Regions from separate parts of the Anas platyrhynchos genome. Here region 1 is linked to region 2. Evidence: chromatin contacts called from public Hi-C data. All regions are on one chromosome and are shown on one strand. The core of a region is the stretch at or near the end of the contact, and the rest is flanking DNA. Distances in the headings are between cores, read along the strand shown.

Region 1 (6,681 bases), core at 1,528-4,027, 53 kb after region 2:
TCAGATACCCAGAATGCAGAGGGTAGCTGCTCTGTGTTCATGTTCTGCTGTGCTGTAATGCAGCACCTGCTCACTTGGACACAGAGCAAGGCAATCACAGTCTTCTTGTTTTTTTGTCCTGCTTCTGACACAGCACTAGGTGTAAGGTAAGAGTAGGAAATTTTAATTTTCTAGAATCCAGTCTTGCACTTCCATTAGTATGACTGAAAGGTAACTGAGCATCCCACTTCTATTTTACTTCCTTTCTAATAGTCAGCAAGATCACAGAAGTATAGAAATGGAGGACAGCGTATTCACAGCTTAATGTTATGTTAAAAATTATTAAATGATCTTTTTTTAAAAACAAGCAGAAACATATTTTCTTTTTTTTTTAAAGTCAGTTGTCAGAATCCAAATTCAAAGTAGTGATGCATTAAAGCTTTGCTTGACCATTTTAACCAAAGCCAGACTTATGTAATGTCCATTCTATGGGTAAAAGCTTTAAGATAAAATCAAAGCTTCTTTTTTCAGAATACTGCTTTGTGCAAGCTTGCTGAGTTTCATCTTTTTGTCCATAAATAGAGAACTAAATGCTTGTAGCTGCTGTTCTGGTGCTTTTTTTTTTAAATTGTTTAGCAATACCCTTTGACATTGCGTCTCCCTGTGTTGCTTGACTCCATATTTCGTATCCTATGGTTAACTTTTCAGTGTCTTTACTATGTCATACCAGGCATAACCACGATAGCAACCCCAAGAAAGGTCCAGTTTTCTTTAACAAAGTTACTTTAGTTTATAAATCCTTGTTCTCAGCATAACTCCAGGGGCAGTTTCCATGGTCATGCTCTAGAAACGAGTAAGTTGTGCTTCCATGACTAACGAGCCTTCCTCCTTTCTGTCTAGACACCACTTCAGTAGCAGAGGCGCGCCACAACCCCAGTATAGGTGAAGGGAGCGTCGGGGGACTGACCGGCAGCTTGAGTGCAAGCGGTAGCCACATGGACAGAATAGGAGCCATCCGAGACAACCTCAGCGAAACTGCTAGCACCATGGCCCTGGCTGGAGCCAGTATAACAGGGAGCCTCTCAGGAAGTGCAATGGTTAACTGCTTTAACAGGTAAGGGACATCCTTCCTGACACAGAGGATCCAGCTCTTAATGTAAGCAGAGGATGTTGTATTACCAGGTTTCTTGATATTTTTTTCAATGTATGTGGTTCCTGCTAAAAGGCACTGTTTCTGAGATAGAATTTGTCTCTGACAAGCTTATTGGTATCCAAAAGATCCTGCTAGATCACGGTCTTCAAAGAGTCTGCATTTTTTTCCTGCTTCCCATGAGGGCAGCCCCTGCCCAGGAGGCACCTCACACTTAGCTCTCCTCTTAGAGGCCACGGTTGTGTTGTCTCAGTGCATCTCATGGCAAAGTCAGGACTTCTGGCGTGTTCACTAAATCATCAAATACCAAATTGTCCCTTTGGAGCACCTCAGCCTTGCCCAGGTGACAGCTTTTTTGTCATCTAGGTGTTCGGTGCCTTCTGTTAATTGGGGTCTTACTATACGTTTTGGCTGTCCTGTATGCTGAGGAGACAGGGAGTGTCTGGAAAGAATACTCCTTTTTAGGGATCAGGGTGGAATTAGCTCCTTAAGAAAATGAGTAGCACCTGGTTTAAGTAACTCAGAAGTGCAGGCTACATAGAAAAAGGACATTGTTGCAATAAACAAAATGCAATATAAAGCAGAGTGGAGAACAGAGTTCTCTGACAGTTACTTCATCAGTAATAATTTGCAGCTGTGAAAACACGGGAACTGTCTTGAACTTGCGTACCCTTCTGATCATTTCTGATTGTTTTCTCCATTTTTTTAAGAGGACCATATGTTATCTGCAAAAAAATTGTAGATTAGTCTGAAAGTTGTTATTGTAAACCTCAGGGAGGAAAGCATCCAGAAACTGTTTTTACAATGCAACGTTTTGCTCTGCTGGGAATTTCATCTATTTTGGGGTTTTAACTAATAAACTGTGCTTACTACTGAATGGGGGAGAAATTTTACAAGGTGACAGTAATTTTCAACTAGGGTGCTTTAACTGTAGTAGCAGTATACATAACTCTTATTTTCTTTCTCTCCAAGACTGGAAGTACAAGCAGATGTGCAGAAAGAACGATACAGTCTGAGTGGAGAATCTGGCACAGTGAGCTTGGGAACAGTTAGTGATAATGCCAGTACCAAAGCGATGGCAGGATCCATTCTGAACTCCTATATCCCTTTGGACAGGTAAGAGAAATGTGCTGAAAACAGAAGATGGATAAATCTTGCTTATTAAAGCATATTCTAAGCATGCCTCATCTGATCTACTTAAAACTTTGAAACTACATTTTTTTTTGTTAGAAATTGAATTATGTATGATCGCTTGTATTTGCCAAGGTTATTTCCAAAGAGGAACACACAATTAGTGCAGCTCAGGAAAGCATTTGATCTTTCAGACTGTGTGCTCCTGTTTGGGCTGTTTGTTTGGTCGAACACTTTTCCTAAAATCAGTCCCATCGCTGTAACTTTCTTCTGCTCTCTGTATTTTGGAAAGCAGCATTTTGGAAAGCAGCGGGAGTTTGTTTGGCTGCTTTGGCTGGCTCGTCTTAGATGACCAGATATACTGACAGGTTTTCTTGTTCTAGGGAAGGCAACAGTATGGAAGTACAAGTGGATATTGAATCAAAGCCAGCCAAATTCAGACACAACAGTGGAAGCAGCAGTGTTGACGACGGCAGTGCTGCGGGTCGTAGTAACGCTGGCTGTTCCTCGGCCTGCGTGCCAGAGAGTAAATCGAGTGCCACCAAGTGGTCCAAAGAAACAACAGCAGGAAAAAAATGTAAAGGTAAGCTGCGAAAGAAAAGCAGCATGAAGATAAACGAGACAAGGGAGGACATGGATGCCCAGCTGTTGGAACAACAAAGCACAAACTCCAGTGAATTTGACTCTCCCTCTCTTAGCGATAGTATTCCATCTGTAGCAGATTCCCACTCGAGTCACTTTTCTGAGTTCAGTTGCTCAGATATGGAGAGTATGAAAACTTCCTGTAGCCACGGTTCCAGCGACTATCACACGCGCTTTACCACGGTCAGTGTTCTCCCAGAGGTGGAAAACGACCGCTTGGAAAACTCCCCCCAGGCGAGTGGGATCCCTGCGCCCGTCCCCGCAGCCCCGAGCACTGACGTTCCCCAGTTGAGTTACATCGCCGAGGAAGGCGTGAACAACGCTTCTGCCACGGATGGAGATCCGGGTGCTGGGGAAGCGCTGAAAGAAACCAACAACAACCATTCGCAACATGCTGCGGAGTTGAGCACTGCTATTCAGACTGAAATTTAAGCCAAAAAGTGCTGCAAAAACGTATTTACCACTAACGAACCCTGCCTGAAAGCTGGTTGAATTACAATGCGATGACTTGCGTTAAGTTTCAGGTGACCAGCAGAAGCAAGGTTTTGATACAACTGTATTTTATATATACCTGTCTAATAAAGAAGAGTACTTCATATGGATCCTAGACCTGTGTGAAGGGGCACGAAGGCTTTAACAAGTGCATTACAGCAGTACAAATACATCCATGTTTTTTTTTTGTTTTTGCCACGACTTTGCTTGAAAGCATATGCTTGGTGTACTTAGGTAAAAAAAAAAAAAAAAAAAATTAAAAAATTGGGTAATCGTTAATGTTAAATGCTAAAATGAATACTATGTCCTGCACTGTTCACTTGAAAAATATGGGGTTTGGGATAAATGGGTGTTAGCTGAGCATTAGTGACTTAAAACCATTCTAGTGTGAACTCTAAGGGAAGCAAAAGTTTTGCAGAGACCTGTCCAAACACCTTTCAGCAGTGAATATTCATGAGCATCATTTTGTTTCATAACTGGACACACTATTTAGAATGCACGTAGAACGACTCGCGTGTCTTCAGGTGGATGTAGCCTGTGTCAGAAGCGTTTGCGTGTACACTTTGAGCAAGGTTACGGCATTTTATATGGTTTTGAAACAGAAGAAATTGGTAATTAATGCGTGGCAGAATGGAGACATCACCCATGAAGAGCAGTGGGGTCACTTGTTTATTCATGCAACCAACCATGCGGCAGATAAGGCTACTATATATCGTGTAAAACCTGTAGAGTAACAGTCCATTGATTTATAAGCATTGTAGAAAAGCAGATGCAGTCACCTTTCATGAGGGGGGAAAATTGGTGCCCCATCAATTCTCGGTGCCTTCGGAAAAGACTGGGTTTGAAGTGCCTGGTCGCTTGAGGATTTTACTGTAATGTTTTCCAGAATGTCCTCTTTGGCCACCTTCAATCACAAAAGAAAATCCTAGTGAATTAAAATGACTGTGGTAGATAAATGTATAATAATGATAAAGCATTAGCCTACCAAAGACTCACTCAGGCTTTCGTGAATGACGTTCACGTGACATCTCCTTGCAAGGCGTGCGTTCCTGCAGTCCCCGAATCAGAGTGCAGTGCAATGACTGCCCACGTGCAAAGATGGGTTCCAAATATGCTGGCTTTTTTGTTTGTTTGTTTCTTTCGCATACGGAAGATGTACAGCTGAACACAAGCTGAAGTTGGCCAAAGCGCCTGCACTGTTAATGTTTATTTTTTTTTTGTTTTGTTTTGTTTTTTGCTATGTAAATCACTAAAAATGGGAAAAGAAATTGTGAATATCAGAATAACAGTTAACGATGTTCTGTCTTGTGTTTCATGTATTGCCATTATGGTGCTACTGGAAGTTTGGTTGGATAAAAAGAAAATGCCATGAGCTGCAGTCCTCTTCCATGACTTACCCTCACCAGTTTCATGAATATGCTTATAACACTAGTGCCAGTTATGTTATTTGATAATGCTTGTTACAGTATTTGTATATTTGCAATTCAGTTTTGCTCAATAATATGCGTGTAAACTGCATATCTGAAATAAATGTCTAAATACTGACTTCTGGTGGTCCTTAGTTTAGCGTGCTGATGGCCTTGTCCAAATGTCTGTGTTCCCAGAGGGCACTTCTGCCTGTGAGGTGCTGACTGCTGTCGTCTTTTCCCTTCAGTTTTCGTTTTGTTTGGCGTGCTTTGGAGGTTGTGCTGTTGATACTTGGAGATACAAGATCTGAAGATGGTTGTGTTTTTGTGCAAGACTTTTTGTGCAAGCAGGCGATCAGGCCCAGTCAGCATGGGTTTATGGAAGGCAGATCCTGCTTGACGAACCTGATCTCCTTCTATGACAGTGACGCGCTGGGTGGACGAGGGAAAGGCTGTGGATGTGGTCTACCTTGACTTCAGCAAGGCTTTTGACACCGTCTCCCACAGCATTCTCCTCAAGAAACTGGCTGCTCTTGGCTTGGACTGGCGCACGCTTCGTTGGGTTAGAAACTGGCTGGATAGCCGGGCCCAAAGAGTCGTGGTAAATGGAGCCAAGTCCAGTTGGAGGCCAGTCACTAGTGGCGTCCCCCAGGGCTCGGTGCTGGGGTCGGTCCTCTTTAACATCTTCATCAATGATCTGGATGAGGGCATTGAGTGCACCCTCAGTAAGTTTGCAGATGACACCAAGCTAGGTGCGTGTGTCGATCTGCTCGAGGGTAGGAAGGCTCTGCAGGAGGATCTGGATAGGCTGCACCGATGGGCTGAGGTCAACTGCATGAAGTTCAACAAGGCCAAGTGCCGGGTCCTGCACCTGGGGCGCAATAACCCCAAGCAGAGCTACAGGCTGGGAGATGAGTGGTTGGAGAGCTGCCAGGCAGAGAAGGACCTGGGAGTGATGGTGGACAGTCGGCTGAATATGAGCCAGCAGTGTGCTCAGGTGGCCAAGAAGGCCAACGGCATCCTGGCTTGTATCAGAAACAGTGTGACCAGCAGGGCTAGGGAGGTGATCGTCCCCCTGTACTCGGCTCTGGTGAGGCCGCACCTCGAGTACTGTGTTCAGTTTTGGGCCCCTCGCTACAAGAAGGACATCGAGGTGCTTGAGCGGGTCCAAAGAAGGGCGACGAAGCTGGTGAGGGGCCTGGAGAACAAGTCCTACGAGGAGCGGCTGAGGGAGCTGGGCCTGTTCAGCCTGGAGAAGAGGAGGCTCAGGGGCGACCTTATCGCTCTCTACAGATACCTTAAAGGAGGCTGTAGAGAGGTGGGGGTTGGCCTGTTCTCCCCCGTGCCTGGTGACAGGACGAGGGGGAATGGGCTAAAGTTGAGCCAGGGGAGTTTTAGGTTAGATGTTAGGAAGAACTTCTTTACTGAAAGGGTTGTGAGGCATTGGAACAGGCTGCCCAGGGAGGTGGTGGAGTCACCATCCCTGGAAGTCTTCAAAAGACGTTTAGATGTAGAGCTTAGGGATATGGTTTAGTGGGGACTGTTAGTGTTAGGTTAGAGGTTGGACTCGATGATCTTGAGGTCTCTTCCAACCTAGAAATTCTGTGATTCTGTGACTTCAGCCTCATTTCTTGTCGTCATACTGAAGGTCAGTCTGAGCTGCCTGCAGGGCAGTCCGGACAGTAAGTGGTTTTCAGAGAGGACGTGGCTCTGGCAAACAAATCATTCCATTTAAAAATGCACCATCTGGTAGAAGTGGACAGGCTGTGGTGGGATTGCTGGGCTAGACTGAACCCTGATTTCCCCTCTATCTAAAGGGGGGGCTCATCAATCCACACAGCCTGTAAGATGTTTGTTGTGAAACACTGCAGATTGCCCCGT
Region 2 (7,059 bases), core at 2,725-5,224:
ATTTTTAATCTGCTCCACTCAATACAATGGCAAAAGATTTTTCAAAGAGTCAACAGAAAACTGACAGAATTCAACACCTATTCCAGTTCCTGTGCACTTTGTGTCTTGGCCATACTAATATAGGATATATTTATCAGTTATATATTGACATTTATTAGTACTGCATATTTTTTTCATGCCTGGTCTAAAGATATATTTTGCTATCAATGAATTTGGCAGATATTTTACTTTTTCAAAGGCTTTTGTCCTTTCTTCTTCAGGTGAAAGTTAGAGTACGTTTCTACACTAAATTTTCTCCAGTGGCAAAATTGATCTAAATTCTCTGTGTTTCCCATGATGCTTGCTCCTGCTGCCACATCAATCTTCTGCCATGCTTTTTGTACAAATACAGCCATTTGTGGGGCAACACGGCAAGACAGATTGGTAAAATGAGAGGTGCTAAAAATAAACTCACCAGAAAGAACATTTTTGGCAAGAGAGATTATCTGGTAAATGTAGAAAAGTAGTGGATCCTCAAACAGGTGGGGTCTTCAAACATGATGAAAGATCAGAGACACAAATGTGTTTGTCAGAAGAGGAAAGGCTGAAGATGTCTCTTTCTCCCCCAAAACAATGAACTGGAGACCAGGTGATGGCAGAGGCTGTACGAAATATAAACTTACCTACAGAAAAAAAGAAAAAAAGAAAAAAAAAAAAAAAAAAAGAGAGAGATTGACTGTGGAGATTTTATGTTTAAGATGTCGGAATATTCACTAAAAGATTTCAGAGAGAGTCAGATGTGGGATCAGACGGATGGAAACATTTAGCCATCATGTTTGATACTCTTCCAATATAAGTTAAAAGAACTGAACATAAACACTTGAAGTTCTGGCCCAGGATACAGTACCCTTTCAGATGAGACATGAAACTATGCTGAGATCAGCAGTCCATACTAGCATAGATTATGAGAATATACTACATTAACAGGTTATCCATGTCACACCCATTCTCCATTCCCTACCACCAAGGAAAAAAAACACTTTTTTTTTTTCTCAGTTCTGTCCACTCACCTCCTCTGTGCATGCTGATATGATTTCTGCCCTTCCACATTTGACAGTGTGCTGTGTGTGCTTATATCTTTTTAGGACGCACCAGCTGCTTTGTTTGGAGGGCAGTATTTTTGTCTTCTGACATACTACTTTGTACTTTTCTGCCAGCAGCTGTATTAAATACCCAGCTATCTAGACAGAATGTTTCAATCCTAGATGTTCTCCAGAAAGTGATTTGGAAAGACAGTCGTGTTTGTTTTCATAAATTTTGTATACTTTAGAAAATGCACTGCGCATGAGGTATTTCCTCTTTGTTAAAAGGTCTGGGCAGCCCCTACTTTTCCGTAGTACCTCTTTGTCATCCTGTTCTATAATAATAAGAAGCAAGCAAGCAAACACATAAATATATCCTCCCTATAAATCAAAACAAACCTCTGTCGTTTTTTGGGTGTATTGCTTGTGCAGAAAATATTCTCTTTCCTCCCTGTGCTTTCTGTATTTTGCTAATTGACTATTTTGAATGCTTCTGTCAAAAAGCACCTACTTAGCTGCAGGCTCTCTGCTGCATAGCTCTCAGGAGGGCAGCTGGCTGGAGGTTTCTGTTTTGTCCCTCATCGGCTTCAAGGAGAAACCATCTGACCGCCACAATGACCACTCTATCTCCCAGTGCAGAATTTTAAAAGGCCTGGACTCTGCTCCCCTCCTGTTTTCCAGCATTAGCCAAGAGACCTCAGAATATTTTTACTGAATTGCTGAATCCCTCTGGACATTTAGAAACCAATACATTACTGCATTACTTTGCTTTTGTTGTTGCTGTTTTTCCTTTTAGTGCGATTGAAAATTGCACATTTGAGTTGGTAAAATGGTTTGCTGTTCCTGTCCCAGTCAAAATTTGCCTTATCATACTATTCTGTATGCTGTCGATTCCCCTCATTTTCTACCCCTCATTCATCTTGTCTTTCCTTTTTTCCCCTCATTTTATGGACGTCACTTCTCTACTTCATTTCTCTGTACCAAATGTAATACATAAAAAGCATCCAAGACTTTACCCAGCAAAGTTGTATATAACATTTTTCTGCTTATCTTGTCCAGCTGATACAGTGGCACTAGTGACAAGCCTTTAACAACATGTACGTGTTTGCAATAGCAGAGCCCAAGTAACTCACCTTGCTACTGGCTTTCACAAGCAAAGAAGAAACTGCCATTGTTTGTGCACAACACAGCAAAATTCCAGCATAATTTTACCCTCATTTTCCACTTGGCCTCCACATTTGTTGTAATTGCCTATTCTGTTATTTCAGATTAAGTATCTCACCATGGAAAGACTCATATCCACACTTAATTTTAATCCACGCTGGAAGCAGTCCTCCTGACTTAAATAGATCTACGCACACAAATGAAGCTAAGTATATGTGCAACCCCTTAGCAGACCACACACAGCAAATTCCACAGGAAAAGCATGGCACATTTTATTCATTTTACAATGTTTGCACATTAAATGCAGGTTGGATAATCGGTAACTATTTCCAGAGTTAGGCTTTTAGGTTTCAAACCAGCTTAATGGAAGCACCACGGTTCATCTATGACCAGGGGATAAACTCCAGTTCTGGAGAAATCAGAGTTGACATTAGAAAGTATAAATGATTAACTGGAGAAAACAAAAGGCACAAGATTTAAGACCACTGTAATAACTACGTATGCAAATAATTATTACAGCATGCCAGAGGAGAGTGATTTGGAGTTGGCCCTGAAGCGGAGGTCAACAAAAAAGACAGCTATGGTATTATTGCAGATAGGGAGTCCTGTGAGAAAAGTTGGGAAGGTCAGCAGCAAAAGGAGAAAGGAACCCAGGAGAGGGGCAGACGAGCACAGCAAGCACCCTTATAATAATAATAATCTATGATTATTCTCGCCCTAGCACCCAGAAGCCAGAGGCTGATTGCAGTTGTGCAAAGGGAGAACAGGGTTATGCAATCAAAGCTGGGGGGCTCCTGGACAAAGTTTTGGGGCGGGTTATCTTTCCAGTGGCCTGATAATGGGCTGGCAGCGTGCCCAGGTGGCCAAGAAGGCCAGCGGCATCCTGGTTTGTATCAGTAATAGCGTAGCCAGCAGGACCAGGGAGGTGATCATTCTCCTCTGCTCTGCTGATGCCACACCTCGGGTACTGTGTTCAGTTTTGGGCCCCTCATTACAGGAAGGACACTGAGGCCCTGGAGCTTGTCCAGAGCAGGGCTACGAAGCTGGTGAAGGGCCTGGAGCACAAGTCCTGTGAGGAGCGGCTGAGGGAGCTGGAGGTGTTCAGTCTGGGGAAGAGGATGCGCAGGGGAGACCTTATTGCTCTCTACAACTGCCTGAAAGGAAGCTGTGGGGAGCTGGGGGTCAGCCTCTTCTCACAGGTAACCAGTGATAGGACTAGAGGGAATGGCTTCAAGTTGTGCCAGGGGAGGTTTAGGTTGGAAATGAAGAGACATTTCTCCTCAGAAAGAGCAGCCAGGCATTGGGACGGGTTGCCGAGGGAGGTGGTGGAGTCACCGTCCCTGGGGGTGCTCAAGGAGAGGTTGGACGTGGTGCTTGGGGACATGGTTCAGTGGGTGACATTGGCAGCAGCATGATGGTTGGACCAGGTGATCTTGGAGGTCTCTTCCAACCCTAATGATCCTATGATTCAGTGCCACACCATGGCACAAAACCTCTGCTCTCTCATTCCCACACCCGCACCACCCCCCAGCAGCCCGACCCCACCGCAGCGCCTCAACACCTCGCTCTCCCCCGGCCACCTTCACCCATTACGGAGTACCAAATCCACACGGAGTTAAATAATAATTTATTAAATAAAGGCATGGCAGGGAGGGGGGGGGAACAAACACCCCAGCGAGAGGCGGGCGGCGACTGTGTGGCGAGCGGGACCCGCCCCGAGGCGGCGCCGCCGCCGCCATACGCGTGAGCTCAGCGCGTCGCGGAAACCGACGGCCCCGGCGCCGCCTCCCCTCAGCGGGCAGGGCCGGCCCCGGCAGCGCCGGCCCCGGCAGCGCCGCCCCGTTCTCTCCTCTCGCCTCCTCTCCCTCACACACAGAGACACGGACCCGGGGAGAGGCTCCCTGCGCCGGGTCGGCTTCTTCTGCCGCCGCCCCGCAGGTACACGGCGGCGGGGAAGCGCCCCCCCCCCCCCCTCCCTCCGCCCCCGGTTCTCCGCCGGGGGCTGGCAGCCGCCGCCCTGAGCGTGGCGGAGGGGGGCGATGAGGGAAGGGGGGGGGGAGGTGGAGCGGAGCCGCCTGTGGGAGGAGGAGAGGGGTCTGTGGGGGTCCTGGGGGGTCCGGGGAGGGTTGGAAGAGGGGGGCGCTGCCCCTCGCATTGCTGGAGGGTGAAGTCATCGCGCCCATTGTCTCCCCCCCGGGCGGGGCGAGGGGCCTGTCCCGCCCCGAGGAGGAGGAAGAGGAGGAGGAGGAGGAAGACGGGGGGGTTGGGGGGTGTCAGGACCTCGGTTCGACCCCCCTGGAGGTGCGGGGAGGGGACGGGAGGTGGCAGCGGGGGCGCTTTCCTGGCCCCCGTCCCCCTGCGGCAGCGCGGCGTGCTGCGGGAGGATGGGGGAAAAACGGCGAAAAACGGGGAAAAATGGGGAACGACTCTAGGAAGGGCTGCAGGAGGGTGTGGGGGGGCTCCTGGTGCCCCACAGTGAGCAGGAAGGCTGAGGGGAGGGGGGCACAGAACAGGGGAAGGGGCCTCCCTGCCCCCGGGGGGGGGGTTCACTGGAAACGTGCCTGGGTTTCCCTGCGAGGAGCACAGCAAATCCCGGTTCTGGTCAAAAAGAAAAAAATACCGGAGCTGGCGTTGGAAGCGATTAGGGCTTTATCTCGGTTGTCATCGAGGACAGCAGTATTTTTTTTTTTTATTTATTTTTTTTCGTAAAGGCAAAGGGCAGGTTGGGAAATGGAGCTTGCAGCGTTCACTTCTGCAGAGGAGCCTCAGAAACTCACTTCAGAATACCAGCTTTCGTAATTCTTACTTCAAAGCTGTTTTTTTTTTTTTTTCAAACTTTTTTTTTTTTAGAAAAAGAGTTTCGTTTTTTGTCAGCTCAAGGGCTGCATTCCCCTGTCTGCTGAAATGCTGTGGTGGGGTTGCTGGGTGGAAAAAGGAGGCTTTCGGTTCAACGTCCAGAGCATGGGGAGCTGCCGGCTTCAGGGAATTCGCTTGCCTACGTAGAAGCACTGGTTGTGTAACAGCACTTACTGCTTTCTGAAGTTTTAGCATCACTTCCCTTGTAAACATTGCTCTGCTTGCACTTGAAAACTTTCCGAAAGCTGCGAAACCACTTTGTTTTAATTGCACGTGAGCCCAGACCCGTTTGGACCAGAAAATGAAAATGAAAGTTTTGGGCGTAATGGCAATAATGCTGCTCTTCAGGTCAGCTCACTAAAAGGTTTACAGGAAACCTCTCTCCCATATGCATGCTTTTTGAACCATGCCAGAGTTTCAGCAGTGCTTTATAAAATTCAGCATTTTACAGATGCTGAATTCTGCCTCTTGTCTCCACGCCGTCAGCTCGTTTTGAGTTTGAGGACATCAGATCATAAATTTCTACGAGGGGGAATTGAAATGTGTATATGCGGTTTTCTTCCATCCACTTCCCCTTAGTTCCAGCAGCCAAACGATGCTGTTCCTGCATAGAGCCGTCATCAGATTGTGTTTAATTACGCTTGTTGAGGCTCAGGAGGAAGGAAGGCACTTGATAGATGTATTTGTTTACCTTCGTAGTGTGTACAAATCCTTGTCTCTGCCTTAGTAAATGAATCATTAAAGCTCCCTTAGCCATGGGATTCCAAGTTAGTATTAATATACATGTTGGGACAACTTGTTTTGTGTGGATATTTTCAACTTGTGAAAGAGCACAAGTCCTTGAATTCTTTTGTCAGTTGGGCAGAGCCTTCCGATGGAAAATGGGCAAACTTTTTCTCTTCTTTAAATTATTCATTAACAGCGTTTTACTGTTTAACATGGCAAAAACTTTAGACTTTCAGTTTGTCAGGTGGGTAGGTGACTCTTCCTAACCTTCCCTTTTTTATTTTTTCCCGTTTACCTGGGCTTTTTTGATCTTCACGTGGTCTCATTAAAAAGATTGTTCACAAGGATACCTTTTCTTTCTTTCCAGTAGGATGCCTGAATCTTTTCAAAGAACTTCTGAATCCTGGAAGTGCTAAGAAAGGTCTTTGAACTCTGAACTGCAGCTACGCTGTTCTGTGCCACAGTCTGATGGCTTGTGGCCAAGCTTGTGGTCTCTATTATGGGGTCAGTTTACTCTGGCCCATGGTCAGACATCCGTAATTAGCTTTGTGATTTGTTTTCTGAATTGTACCTAAACGCTGCATACCAGCTTAGTGGGAGAAATTTTAATACCTGACTGGAACAAATTGATGGATACGTGTTGTAGGTTTTCCATTTCTTAGTGTGATTTCTGGCATGTAGCTGAGTTGTGAGTCAGTCGGATTTGTAGGGTCAGCAAATGCTCTAGGAAGGACTAATAAAAATAGTCATTTTAACACTGGCTTATCCACAAGAAAGTTAATGTCAGGTTTTATTTTTCTCTCTTTTTGCATTTGTCTTAGACCTAAGTTTCCGTTGTCACCTCTGCATTACCTGATGGAAGATGTGTAGCTGAAAGAAGTGGCGCATGTAACTCGGCTTCAAGATACGGTGAGAATGGTGTTGGATCTAAAGTTGCTAGATGCGTCTCAATTGCACCTGGACGTAGACTTCTACCAAGAAGGTAAAATGTTATGTTGAGCCTTAGAGAAACAGTTGTTTTTAATAGTGTTGGCCTTTGATTTCAGCAATGTACTTTTTGTTTTGTTTTGTTTTTCTTTTCTTTTTTATTTTCCCGTGAATGTGAAGGAGGCTCTGTCAGTTCCTAGGAAATTGTTTTTGTTTTTTTTTTAAATGTTCCTGAGATTTCACAAGAGGGGACTTCCTTTCATTTTTGATTCTCTGAAGTGGAAGTTTTATCCATGATCTACCCTAATGTCAGTTGATTTATAGT

Evidence for each region. Hi-C and Micro-C count contacts between places; a contact is called where the count stands out from the background.
Region 1: a Hi-C map of subcutaneous adipose tissue shows a contact between it and region 2, with 2.0 times the contacts expected there. The contact joins the enhancer-like site here to the promoter of RNF19A in region 2. A contact is called at or near these places in 3 of 8 Hi-C or Micro-C datasets (liver, skeletal muscle and subcutaneous adipose tissue).

The regions. Positions count from the first base shown.
Region 1 is chr2:21,927,839-21,934,519 of IASCAAS_PekinDuck_T2T, forward strand. It overlaps RNF19A (ring finger protein 19A, RBR E3 ubiquitin protein ligase), which reads left to right. Exons shown (of 11, transcript XM_027452524.3): 9 at 880-1,093; 10 at 2,102-2,245; 11 at 2,644-4,939. The coding sequence ends at 3,334. Among named protein-coding and RNA genes, the nearest start is that of SPAG1, 50 kb to the right of the region's middle. Within about 2 kb of position 2,778, at least 1 of the 8 cell types and tissues checked has an H3K27ac peak or open chromatin away from gene starts, as enhancers often do. A contact at or near this core is called in subcutaneous adipose tissue, where this site is marked.
Region 2 is chr2:21,873,263-21,880,321 of IASCAAS_PekinDuck_T2T, forward strand. It overlaps RNF19A (ring finger protein 19A, RBR E3 ubiquitin protein ligase), which reads left to right and starts at 3,975. Exons shown (of 11, transcript XM_027452524.3): 1 at 3,975-4,163; 2 at 6,629-6,716.